2 separate regions of the Sus scrofa genome follow, and region 2 is linked to region 1. Evidence: chromatin contacts called from public promoter capture Hi-C data. All regions are on one chromosome and are shown on one strand. The core of a region is the stretch at or near the end of the contact, and the rest is flanking DNA. Distances in the headings are between cores, read along the strand shown. Region 1 holds the start of N6AMT1 (hemK methyltransferase family member 2). Region 2 holds the start of CCT8 (T-complex protein 1 subunit theta).

Region 1 (6,155 bases), core at 873-3,372:
CTTAAGAACAAAGACCTAAAGGCATAAGCTATTCATAGGGTCAGCTGAATGAGGACATAATGTGTTGGTCTAGGCACACCAGACCTGTGCAGATTGGCACGCTGTTTGCACAAGCATGATATATCCTCTAAGGAATAAGAGAAAGAGTGAACCTCAAGGCCAAGTGGTTTAGGAGCGGTTGTTAGCAGAACATGCATTAGCAAAGAGAACCAAGGTGCAAGCCTAGGCATGCAGGGTTGCTGCAATTAGGCATGCTCTTTGTGGAAGCACAGAGAGGATTCTCTGGAATGCTATGCATAGCTAACTCAAATGCTAATGATTATTATGTGCCTAAAGGTCAGAGTAAAAGCTTAACCTTTTACCAGCTAAATGGCTTTTAAAGTAATAAAAGAACTTATAAAATAGTAAACCCTATATTCTCTACCCATGGCCCCTCCTCACTTGAGAACAATAAAAGCGGTGTGGTTTCTTGAGGTGGGGCTTTTGGTCCCTGAGACCTTGTGTCCCCTGGTTCCCACTTTTACTTAAAATAAATGTCTCTGTGTCTTGTTTTATGTTAACTTTACTCCTTAAGTTTCACAGCACCCGTTCTTCAGCCCCATCCTGCTCAGCTGGTCTTGGCATATAGACATATATATATGTATATATGTATGATTGGGTCACTTTGCTGTACAGCAGGAATTGGCACAACATTATAAATCACCCAAAATTCTTAAAAAATGTAATACAAATAAATAAATAAAATGGCTTTACTGCCACTCCAAAAGAATAAAATAAAGTGTAGTTTTGAGGGTTGCAGCCTCAGTAATTCAGTAATATGTTCAATTAAAGAGATGATATGATAAGATGGTGTAGGGGGCGCTGTAGTGAGCCACCCAGATTCCTCTTTATGGACCAAGGCACTCAACCTACCCCCTGTTGGCTGCCGACAGTTCTCAGCCAAGTCTCTTCCCAGGAACTGTCTTCAGGAAAAAGAAATGCTTGCCCAAGTTTACATCCTCTCTTCAAAGGCACACAGGTCCTCTTACTTGAAGTTCCATGTAAGGACAGCTGAGGCCTTGGTTGCAACTGCATCATGGCTCAGCTTCTCCCTTTGCTCTACCCTGCTTCTCTCTCCCTCACAGATATTGTTTCTTAGAGAATTTTGGCAATAAACTTCCCATACACATACCTCCACATCGAGTCTGTTTCAGGTAGTCCAATCTAAGACAGATGGAAGGAATAAAAATAAAAAGACCTGCAGTTCCTGATGTGGCTCAGTGGGCTAAGGACCCAACCCGTTGTCTCTGTGGCCTGGGAATTTCCATATTCCATGCGTGTGGCCTTAAAAAGAAAAAAAGAACAACATAAGGCCATTTGCAGCAACATAGTTGCAACTAGAGATTATCATGTTAAGTAAGTCAGAAAGAGAAAGACAAATACCAATCCAAAATATGACACAAATGAACCTATCTACAAAGCAGAAACAACTCATAGACATAGAGAACAGATTTGTGGTTGCCAAGGGGAAGGGGGAGGGAGTGGGATGGACTGGAGGTTTGGAGTTAGTAGATGTGAACTATTACATTTCGAATGGATAGGCAATGAGGTCCCACTGTATGGTACAGGGAACTGCATCCAATCTCCTGGGACAGAGCATGATGGAAGATAGTATGAGAAAAGGAATGCGTATGTATCTATGGCTGGATCACTTTGCTGTACAGCAGAAATTGGCACAATATTTCAAATAACTGTAATTATAAAAATGAAAAAAAATGTGTATACATTACAACACTGTTGACCCATTCTGGGCTGAATCCCAGGAGATTACTGTAAAAGCTAGAAAAAGTCATGTTTAAGGAAGCCAATTACAGTATTTTTCATAATAGTGAAAACGTGGAAAAAACTAAATGCTTACCAATTGATATTGGTCATTCCAGACAGAATTTTTTTTTTTTTTTTTTTTTTTTTTGTCTTTTCTAAGGCCACTACCTCGGCATATGGAGATTCCCAGGCTAGGGGTCTACTCGGAGCTGTAGCCGCAGGCCTACGCCAGAGCCACAGCAACACGGGATCCGAGCTGCGTCTGCAACCTACACCACAGCTCACGTCAACGCCGGATCCTTAACCCACTGAGCAAATTTTATTCACAAATTTCAAAAATTGACTTAAAAAGAATGCAAATATCTGAATAGTCTAATAACGTATAGGGTATGCCCCAAAACATCAGAGAAGCACGAAGCCAAATCAATATCATAGGTAGTTCTACCATATGTTCCAGAAACAATGACCAAAGGATAGCATAACCCTGATAAGAAACAGAGCTAGACCATTACCATTCCAAATACAGCAGTGCATTAAAAGAAAAATATATCAATCTTGCTTGAGTGAGGTTTATAAAATTCACCAGTCAACAGGCACTTTTTGTAACATACGACACTGAAAAATGAAATAAAGGAAAAAATTCTTAATCTTAAGGCTGAAAGTTGACAGTTCAACTGATGTAGGAGAAATAAAAGGTAAAATTTAGTAACCATTCCATCATGTTTTTTTTTTTCAAATCTTTGCAAACTAGGAATAGAAAATGTGTAGATGCTGAATAAGGAGGGGGATAAAACATTCCCCTTAACCAAAAACAATAGAAGATGCCTCTACGTGCTCCATAAAATAAAGTAAGTTTTAATATTCTAAAGAAGAAAGCAAATGTCTGTAGTTGCAGAGTATGCAACTTTCTACTTAAAATTTCCGACAGCAGCTACTAACAACCTGCGAGCTAAGCGACTCTCCGCCCCGGTGCCCCGCCTCCACCGGCGGGCTGGCGCCTTTGCACGTACGCATGCGCACTTCTGGCGCTTGCGCGTGAGGAGGAAGCGAGAATATGGCGGCCCGGCCCCGAGCTTCCCCACGCCGGAGTACGGGCATGTGGGTCGTGGCGTCTTCAGCGACGTGTACGAGCCCGCGGAGGACACGTTTCTGCTGCTGGACGCTCTTGAGGCGGCGGGGCCGAATTCTCAGGGTGCGAGGAGGGCGAGGGTCCCCGCGGGAGAGGGCGAGGGAGTCCTGGCGAGGCGGCGGCGGAGGACCAAGGCAAGGACTGTCGCCGCCCTCCCCGGGAGGAGGCGGTGTCGGCCCGCTTGGCGACCAGCACACCGTACCTGAGGATTTTCCCGTAGAGAGACGTAAGCAGTGTGGCAAGCATCTATCCGCTTTTGCCAAGGTGATGTCTTGGTTCCCGGAGGCCCCGTGCTTCCTTACCACGCCAGGATGTATTTTTACCTTTCAGCTGTTAGTCTGGAGGGTATGTCCCCCTACGAGGAGCGGTATTGTGACACATTCAAAAACAAAACTTTCCGAAAGCACTGCTTGAAAAAATTGTTAGGACATTTTTAGTAAATATCAATTTTTAGGAAGTATCTATGCTGCGTGGCACTGTTTAATTTACTCGGTGCTTAAAAGCATCCTCTAGCAGTGGAGGGGTGCAGAAAATGAAACGAGGGTGTGAAGTATTGGCGAGGGTGTGTAGGGGAGTGTATTTAAGCCCACTGAATAGCATACTCAGCTGTGTGGCACCAGCCCTTAGCCACATGTAGCTCCTGAAGTGAGACTAGTACTGAATTTTTCATTTAATTGTAAAAAAATGTAAAGTAAAATGCAGGTAGCCGCCTATAGAATTTACCCGAACACCCAGTAAAGTATTAAAATTGACTTTTTTAAGTACTCAGTGTAAATTATAAATTAATATGAAAAGAGTGAATATCTACATTGTCCTTTTTTTTTTTTTCAATGAAAGACATTTGGGTAATTGATTTGGAGATCAAAACTTGAAATGGGTTTTCTCAGGATGAAACTGAGCTGTCATCTTCCAAAATCCGTATTATATTTGTTTCTGTTGGTCAGATTTTTCCATATATAAAATGCCCCAGCCCTTATTAAACTAGTTTTTCATTAGAAATAGTAGAACTTTTGGACATACTGGAATATAGAATGGAACAGTACTGTTTTTGTTTTATAACTTGTCTTTTATTCTCAAGATACCCCAGAAAGATTTACAAGCACAAATTGCCTTGCAAAGTATGCTGTAAAAGGAGTTGATTTTGTTTTAAAGCCTTGGATATTTCTGATCTTGGAATTCTAATTGTTTATGAGGGCATGATAGTTATTTTCAAATAGAAGCCGCCTGGTAGGATTCAAAAGACTTCCTCCAGCACAATAAAGGCTTGTCTGATATGGAATGGTTCCAAAAGTTAGAAACCCCTAGAGTTTGTTGTTTTTGAGAGTTGTTGGGGAAGGTAGTGCTAGAGAGGCCCCTAAGTCCCATCCAGCCTTTTTCTGTAATGGGGATAATGGGGCCTTTGATGGATATATAAGATTATAGGCAAGGACAAATACAGTAAATCCAGAATTTACTATATTCAAGAGCACTCTTAAGAATATTATTAACATTCTAAGATCAGATACTTGGATATTTCCCAATTTAGTGAAGAGGTATACAAATTTGGAACTTCTTTGCCTAAGTCTGTTTATTAGTAGAATGGGGGAACTTTGCTTTCTCTGGGATATGCTGATGGATTTATGATTACTTCAGTTTTTTGGGTTTATTTATTTATTTATATTGCTTTTCAGGGCCACATTTGTGGCATTTGGAAGTTCCCAGGCCAGGTGTTGAATTGGAGCTACAGCTGCAGCTGCCAGCCTACACCACAGGCACAACAACTCAGGATTCAAGCAGCATCTGCGACCTACACCACAGCTCATAGCAACGCAGGATCCCCAACCCACCAACCAAGGCCAGGGATCGAACCCCAAATCATCATGGATACTAGTCAGATTCGTTTCTGTTGCACCACAACAGGAGCTCCTGAATTACTTTATGATTTTTTTTTTTTTTTTGTCTTTTTAGGGCCACAGCCATGGCATATGGAGGTTCCCAGGCTAGGGGTCCAATTGGAGCTGTGGCTGCTGGCCTACACCACAACCACAGCAATGCCAGATCCTTAACCCACTGAGCGAGGCCAGGGACTGAACCTACAACCTCATGGTTCCTAGTCGGATTTGGTTCGCTACGCTGAGACGGGAACTCCCAGGAGCTCCTGAATTACTTTAAAATGATAAAGAAAATAATTGTTCATATGTGAATTTTAATAGTACTAACCCTAGCATTTTAGGAAATACCAAGTTTGGAGCTCCTTGTGAGAAGGGCTGATGTCTTCCATATTAATATTTCCAATCCTTAATTAATGTTCTATAGTTTTTTATGTAATGTTTTATAGAAAAATTGAAAACTATTATATTACTATTTTACAGGCTTAAATTACAAAATTTTAAGTTTTGAGCTCTGCGATATTAAAGAAGCAAAAAGTGGTTATCAGAATTAGCTTATTTATAAATTTTTTATACTTCTATACATGTTGCAGGTGAAGGATGCTAGAGAATCCACATTAAAAGCAGCATGCTTTGTTTTCTCTTATGTATATTTTAATACAACTGTATAATACTTACTCTATTTTGGTTTTTTAGAGTGGAAATATGCCTTGAAGTAGGGTCAGGGTCTGGAGTGGTATCTGCGTTCCTAGCCTCTGTGATAGGTCCTCAGGCTTTGTACATGTAAGTATAAGTATCCAAAGTCATCCATATCATCTCTAAACTTGAATATGTAATTCTTTATAAAAAAATTGGAAATTACTAATTTATTTTTTTTTTTTTTTTTTTTGTCTTTCTGCCTTTTCTAGGACCGCACCCGCAGCATATGGAGGTTCCCAGGCTAGGGGTCTAATCAGAGCTGTAGCGGCCAGCCTATGCCACAGCCACAGCAACGCCAGATCCAAGCCGTGTCTGTGACCCACACCACAGCTCACGGCAATGCCAGATCCTTAACCCACTGAGTAAGGACAGGGATCGAACCCGCAACCTCGTGGTTCCTAGTTGGATTCGTTAACCACTGCGCCACGACAGGAACTCCTAAAATTTCTTTTTAGAATATTTGAGAATATAGAAATATAAAGAAGAAAATAAATTTTCTTTATTCACCTATAAATTTTACCACAGGTAGTCCAAGTGTATTTCCTTCACTTTTTTAAATTTCCTCTTTTTCATTTCATATTGTATCAGAAGCATTATCCTTTTAATATTCGTTTTTGGTAGCTATGTAGTATTCCTTCATTGGATTCATAATTTAA
Region 2 (6,000 bases), core at 1,423-3,922, 170 kb after region 1:
TTCCTGTAGACAGCCTCTTCTAAACCTGAAAAATGCTGTAAAAGAAAACTTCTGATTTTACAGGACAGTAAAACTCAACACTTTCTTCACCTGTAAAATGGGGGTAATATAACTGTACCTGTCTCAGAGGATTGTGGAGATTATCAAGCAAGATTTATATATGTTAAATATGGGGCTTGGTATTCACAAATGAGCCATGAATTCGCCCACTAGCTAAATGAATGAATAAAAGCATGACTTTTTAGGGACTACAGACACCCACCTCCTTACATCAGAACAAAAGCCTGTAATCTTAAATTGTGAAAAGTGCAGGGAAGAGAGCTAAGAGTCATTACAGAATGCATACGAACTATTTCAGGTAAAAATACCTTTTTATCAGTACTTTGTAAAAGCTGAAATGTGGTATGAATATTTATGGTGTTAGAACCCAAGCACCATAAAACCAGCAGTTCTATGTTCACTGGGAGTTAGCATTTCTGCCTCGTTAATGTTTAGGAACTAAAGCACACAGATTTTGAACACGCTTTTGAAATGCAACACAATTCCAATGCGTACACATTGAAAACTGCCAAACTGCTCATAGTACTAAAATTCTCAAGTTTTACAAGGGACTTATTTTAGACTTGGGATTTGCTTGTGGTTTCAGATAAATTTAAAGAGCCTACTGTTCTCACGAATATTTTTATAGAGCTGTTTTGCCCTATGTAATAACCACTAGCTGCAAGTGCATATTTAAAGTACTTAAAATTTCAGCCCCTCAATTGCACTAGGCACAATTCAAGTGCCCAGTAGCTACATGTGGCTAGTGGATGCCACACTGGACAGTGCTGATACAGAACATTTCCATCATCACACCTAGATAATGTGTATATTCCATAGTACAGAGCATGGCTTTTGCAACACTCATAAAGGGAACTAGGATCCAAATAAGATTAATAACCACTACTTTAGATCTGTCTGTCTTCAGGGACACAGGTAGACTTAAAATAGCACTTAATCTGATCTCCTGCCTTACACTCTTGTTTTTCTCCTTATGCCCATTTTCTGAGGAACAATCATGTCATTATAAAGCAGATCCTCTCAAACCCTTCGATGACTTCCCATCACTCTTAGCATAAAATGTAAATTCCTTGTCAGGGCCACAAAGCTCTATACATTCTAACCCTTGCCCACAGCTCTTCTAAATTCATCTCTTACCATTCCTGCCTTTCCTCCATAAGCTTCAGCCCCCTCACCTTTCTTATTTTGTTTTGAAAGGTAAAAATCATTCCATCTTTTGGGTCTTTGTACTTAGTGGTCCCCCAGCCTGGAACACTTCTGCCTTTAATCTTGGCTGGTTCTGTCCACCACTAAGCACTTAGTTGAGAGTTCTTGCCTGAATATCTTTTTTAATTGATCTCCCTGATGCTTCCTTTATTTTTAGAAGCAGACTTTCCTATTTCCTTTATCACTATTTGAAATTATCCTTGTTTAGTTGCTCATTTATTATTTCTGCCTCAGAAGAATAAAAACTGAAAATTTTCAGCCTTTTAAAAAGTGAGCAATGTTGTTTTCAGAAAAGCTCTTTCAGCAATATTTACATTAGACCTTGATACTTACTTGATGTTCACATTATCCCAAAAGTGCATCCTGCCAACAAGAACCCAGTTCCCTAAAACGGTTAGGGTTAAGTGGAACCACACTCATCTATGTTCCTTCAATTAAATACAAAAAATTGGGGGACAAATGAAGGAACATTACTTTTTGAACACAAGAGATACATTTATTCAGTGCTTTAAGATGTTTTTAAAAGACTATGCTTTTGAAATTACGTCCAAGACCTCACCATAACAAAGTAGTTTTACATAGGCCAGGGAGTCACTTAAACCTTTTAGGTTACAACTCCTTTCGTCCAGTCTCAATTTTATATGTATGAGGAAAGCAAGACCCAAAAGGATGTTTTACACTGAGCTAGCTAACCTAAGCTGGGGCCACAAATCACTCGGATTGTAATTAATGTTTATCCTACTATAATGCACTACTTCTGCGAACTAAATGGGGAGCCCTCTGCTCTCATTTGGAAGAAAGCTATCAAGACTGTCCTCCCCTCTGCACCACCCACTCCTTCAACTGTGTCAAGCGGTTTCGCCGTTCCAAAGCAATTTCACCAGCTTCACGTTCTAAAGGAGCGCCTCATCATCGCCGTTTTACCGAAGGATAAAAAAACGCACGGGGCGGACGTCACGCCTGACCCGCTATAAAACGCGAAATATAAAACGCGAAGCCTGCGGCCTCGTCCCCCACTCGCCGCCTCTGCCCCCTCGACCCTTCCAGGGGTCGGTAAAGAACCGAAATTCCTGCGGGCCTCCGCGGCCGAGCCCTCCCAAGAACACCTCCCTTTCTGGAATCTTCTCTCCCTCCGACCGCCGTGTCGTGGAAGCATGCCCGGCCCGTTAGTAGGCCTTTCTCCTTCGCCACGACCGCCGCAGCCCTGTGCCGACTCTCCCACCTCACTCCCCCTTCCTCCTTTTCTTACCTTCGCTCCTTCTTTGAGCATCTGGGCAAAGCCCGGAGCCTTGGGGACGTGAAGCGCCATGGCCAGACGGCAGGTAGCTATTCACGCGCCCGCTCAGAAGATCCCGGAGGAAGTGAGGGGCGCGCACAGCCTCCTGGGAACGCAGCGTGCGGCGGCCTCACGCTCCGCCTTTCTCTCCAGCCGGGCCGCCCCTTCCCGAGTCGCCTGTAGTGAAGCATCGCGAGAAGGAGCAGTTCGCGTAGCCAGACTGAAATGAGGATCCTCGATCAGGTCGATTGATGGGCGGGCCGGGGGCGTGAGCTCTCCACCTTCCGGCCGTCGCACGCGCAGGTTGCCGGACAGCTGTGGCTCGCTCGGGTTTTTCCTTCCGTAGGCTGCTGCCTGGGATGTTTGAGTTTTATCAGTTCGTACCTGCAAGCCGTGCCTTTACAAAATTGTCTTCCTTGTAACCTTCCAGACCTTCCTACAACATCAGGGCAGGTGTGCCCTTTTCTTTTTTCTGAGGCAGAGCACCTCAGAATCTACCGTTAAGCGTGTTCCCTGCTGTATAAGCTCTGGGGACTTGAAATTGGTAAATAAAACCTCTAAGGACAGCTGCATACTGATTACTCCTATGCTGCAGGCTCTGTGCTATTTGCTTTACACGCAGTATCTTAGCTAATGGTTAATCTTACAAGGTAATTCTTATTTCTGTTTTTTGTTTGGCTTTTAGGTTTTGTTTGTTTTTGCTTTTTAGGGCCGCACCCGCTGGCATATGGAGGTTCCCCAGGCTAGGGCTCCAACTGGGGCTACAGCTGCCGGCCTATGCCACAGCCACAGCATTGGGATCAGAGCTGCGTCTGTGACCTACACCACCGCTTCTGGCAACACGGGATTCTTAACCGACTGAGCAAGGCCGGGGATCAAGCCTGCAACCTCATGGTTCCCAGTCGGATTCGTTTCCACTGTGCCACAACAGGAACTTCCGTTTTTTGGTGGTTTTTTTGTTTGTTTGTTTGTTTTTTCTTTTATCTTTTAGGGCCTCACCTGGGGCTAGGGGTGGAATCCGAGCTACAGCTGCTGACCTACACCACAGCCGCAGCAACGCCAGATCCAAGCCGTGTCTGTGGAAAATCAGGGATGCTTAACCCACTGAGCGGGGCTAGGATTCGAACCTGCCTCCTCATGGACGCTAGTCAGATTTGTTTCTGCTGAGCCACGACGGGAACTCCTTTTATTTCCGTTTGATAGAAGGGGAATTTGCAGTTTACAAAGGACGATTTGTGCAAGATCACAGCACTAGTAATGCTAATGCTAGGATTCCTACCCAGATCAAGTTGATTGCAATATGCACATTGTTAACCAACTACATTACTCTTTCTTGCTTTTTCTTGGAAATATAAATCCCTTTTACTCTCACAGAATCCTTTAAAACCTAACCTCTCTGTCTAACTACGTCAACACATGGCTGATTTAAAAAAAATTAAATGGTAATAGAATGTGAAAGTAATCCACTCTTTTGCTGAAAATACAAAAAAAAAAAAAAAGTGGAGCAGAACTTTGGCTGGACTTTTGTTCTTTGCTTGAACACTTGCGAATGACTTATTTCCCTTAAATTGGGACAAATTTAGTGTACTTTAAGGAGTAATCATGTGTCAAGTGTATTCATTATAACTTTTTCTAATGAACACCGAAAATACATATGTACTAAAAAATACTTTTAAGGTTCTCCTGTGGTGCAGTGGGTTAAGGATCCAGGGCATTATCACTGCAGTAGCTTGGGTCCCTGCTGTGGCACCAACTGGATCCTTGGTCCTGGAACTTACACATGCCCCAGGTGCAGCTAAACAAAAACAAAAACAAACCAAAAAACCCAAAACTTGCCACGTCACTCAAATCAAATGCTATGTGAACTACCTGTTGGAAAACATAAGAGTTTAGCAATTCTCAGTATTGTTTAGGGACATCCTGAGATTTTTCTTACGGATTCCCTAAGAAATAAAAACTCATTTGTCTAACTCAAAGAGAGCATTGCTGATAAACATAACCAACACACACACACACAACCTGAAAGGGGTTAAAAATGACATGATGAAATTTTAATCAAAATGACTAAGGCGTCAAATCTTGTTTTGTTTTATTTTTTCTTTTAAGGGCGGCTCGCTGGGGCATATGAAAGTTCCCAGGCTAGGGGTTGAATTAGAGCCACGGCTGCTGGGCTACACCACAGCCACAGCAATGCAGGATCCGAGCTGCATCTGCAACCTACACCACAGCTCCTGGCAATGCCAGATCCTTAACCCACTGAGCGAGACCAGGGTTCGAACCCAAGTCCTCATGGATCCTAGTTGGGTTCGTTAACCACTGAGTCACCAGGGGAACTCCTAAGTCATCAAATCTTGATAAGGACACTGGAAGAGAGCTCGAGGGTAAAAGTATTGATGAGTCATGTTTTCATGGAAAGTTTGTAATAAAAATTGATCTTAATTAATTTTAGTAAATTAAGGAAATGGACAGGATTGAAATCAAAATTTTCTATTTGGTAATTTGTCAAGGGTTATATTGATCTAATTAAGAAGAATGCTATTTAGATAAAAATTCATTGATTTTTCTATTATTTGGGTTAAATGGTGTATTCATAATTATGGAATCAAATATCAAGGGCAAAATTTCCACTGAATGCAAAGAGCAGGTCAAATCCTTTGCCCAGAATAGAAAATAAGCAGGAATCCTCAGTGTGACTTCAAGGCCTAGGTTCTGGTCCCTGCTTACAGCACATGTATCTGCCCTCTTGACCTTCTTCTCTGAATAGTTCATTCTGTCTGCTTTACCTCTTCTGCTTCATGGTCTCATTTTATTTATTTACTTATTTTTTGCTGCCCTGTGCCACGTGGAGTTCCCAGGCCAGAGGTCAAATCTGAGCCATAGCTGCAATCTAAGCTGTGGCTGCAACAACACGGAATCCTTAACCCACTGCACTGGGCTGTGGATCTAACCTGCATTCCAGCACTCAGGAGACTGCCAATCCCATTGTGCCACTTTGGGAAGTCCTGCTTCAGGGTCGCATCCTACTTTTTTTTTTTTTTTTTTTTGTCTTTTTAGGGCCGAATCTATGGCATATGGAAGTTCCTAGGCTAAGGGTCAAATAAGAGCTGCAGCTGCCAGCCTACACCACAGCCACAGCAAATTGGGATCTGAGCCATGTCTGCAGCCTATACACAGCTCACGGCAACATCGGATCCTTAACCCCTTGAGCAAGGCCAGGGATCGAACCTGCATCCATGGATACTAGTCGGATTCATTAACTGCCGAGCCACGATGGGAACTCCCAGGGTTTCAACTTTTGTTGTTTTTTATTAGAATGTTCTTCTGCTCCCTTTTGACTGAGTTAATATTGCTTCAGTAAACAGACACTTAGGTTAGAAAGTCTTTGATGACACCCAAGATAGTCCCTGTTAGTCATTCTCACAGATCCTCTGCTTCTCCATTCATAGCACTTACCATAG

The links. Promoter capture Hi-C pulls out the DNA fragments that hold promoters and counts their contacts.
Region 2: a promoter capture Hi-C map of liver shows a contact between it and region 1, with 2.9 times the contacts expected there. The contact joins the promoter of CCT8 here to the promoter of N6AMT1 in region 1. A contact is called at or near these places in 1 of 5 promoter capture datasets (liver) and 2 of 2 datasets of contacts at active chromatin or transcription factors (alveolar macrophages and skeletal muscle).

The regions. Positions count from the first base shown.
Region 1 is chr13:192,246,389-192,252,543 of Sscrofa11.1, forward strand. N6AMT1 (hemK methyltransferase family member 2) reads left to right here and starts at 2,123. Exons shown (of 6, transcript XM_021070868.1): 1 at 2,123-2,995; 2 at 3,099-3,101; 3 at 5,499-5,583. The coding sequence starts at 2,683.
Region 2 is chr13:192,420,794-192,426,793 of Sscrofa11.1, forward strand. It overlaps CCT8 (T-complex protein 1 subunit theta), which reads right to left and starts at 2,673. Exons shown (of 16, transcript XM_003358899.4): 1 at 2,516-2,673; 2 at 1-35. The coding sequence starts at 2,575.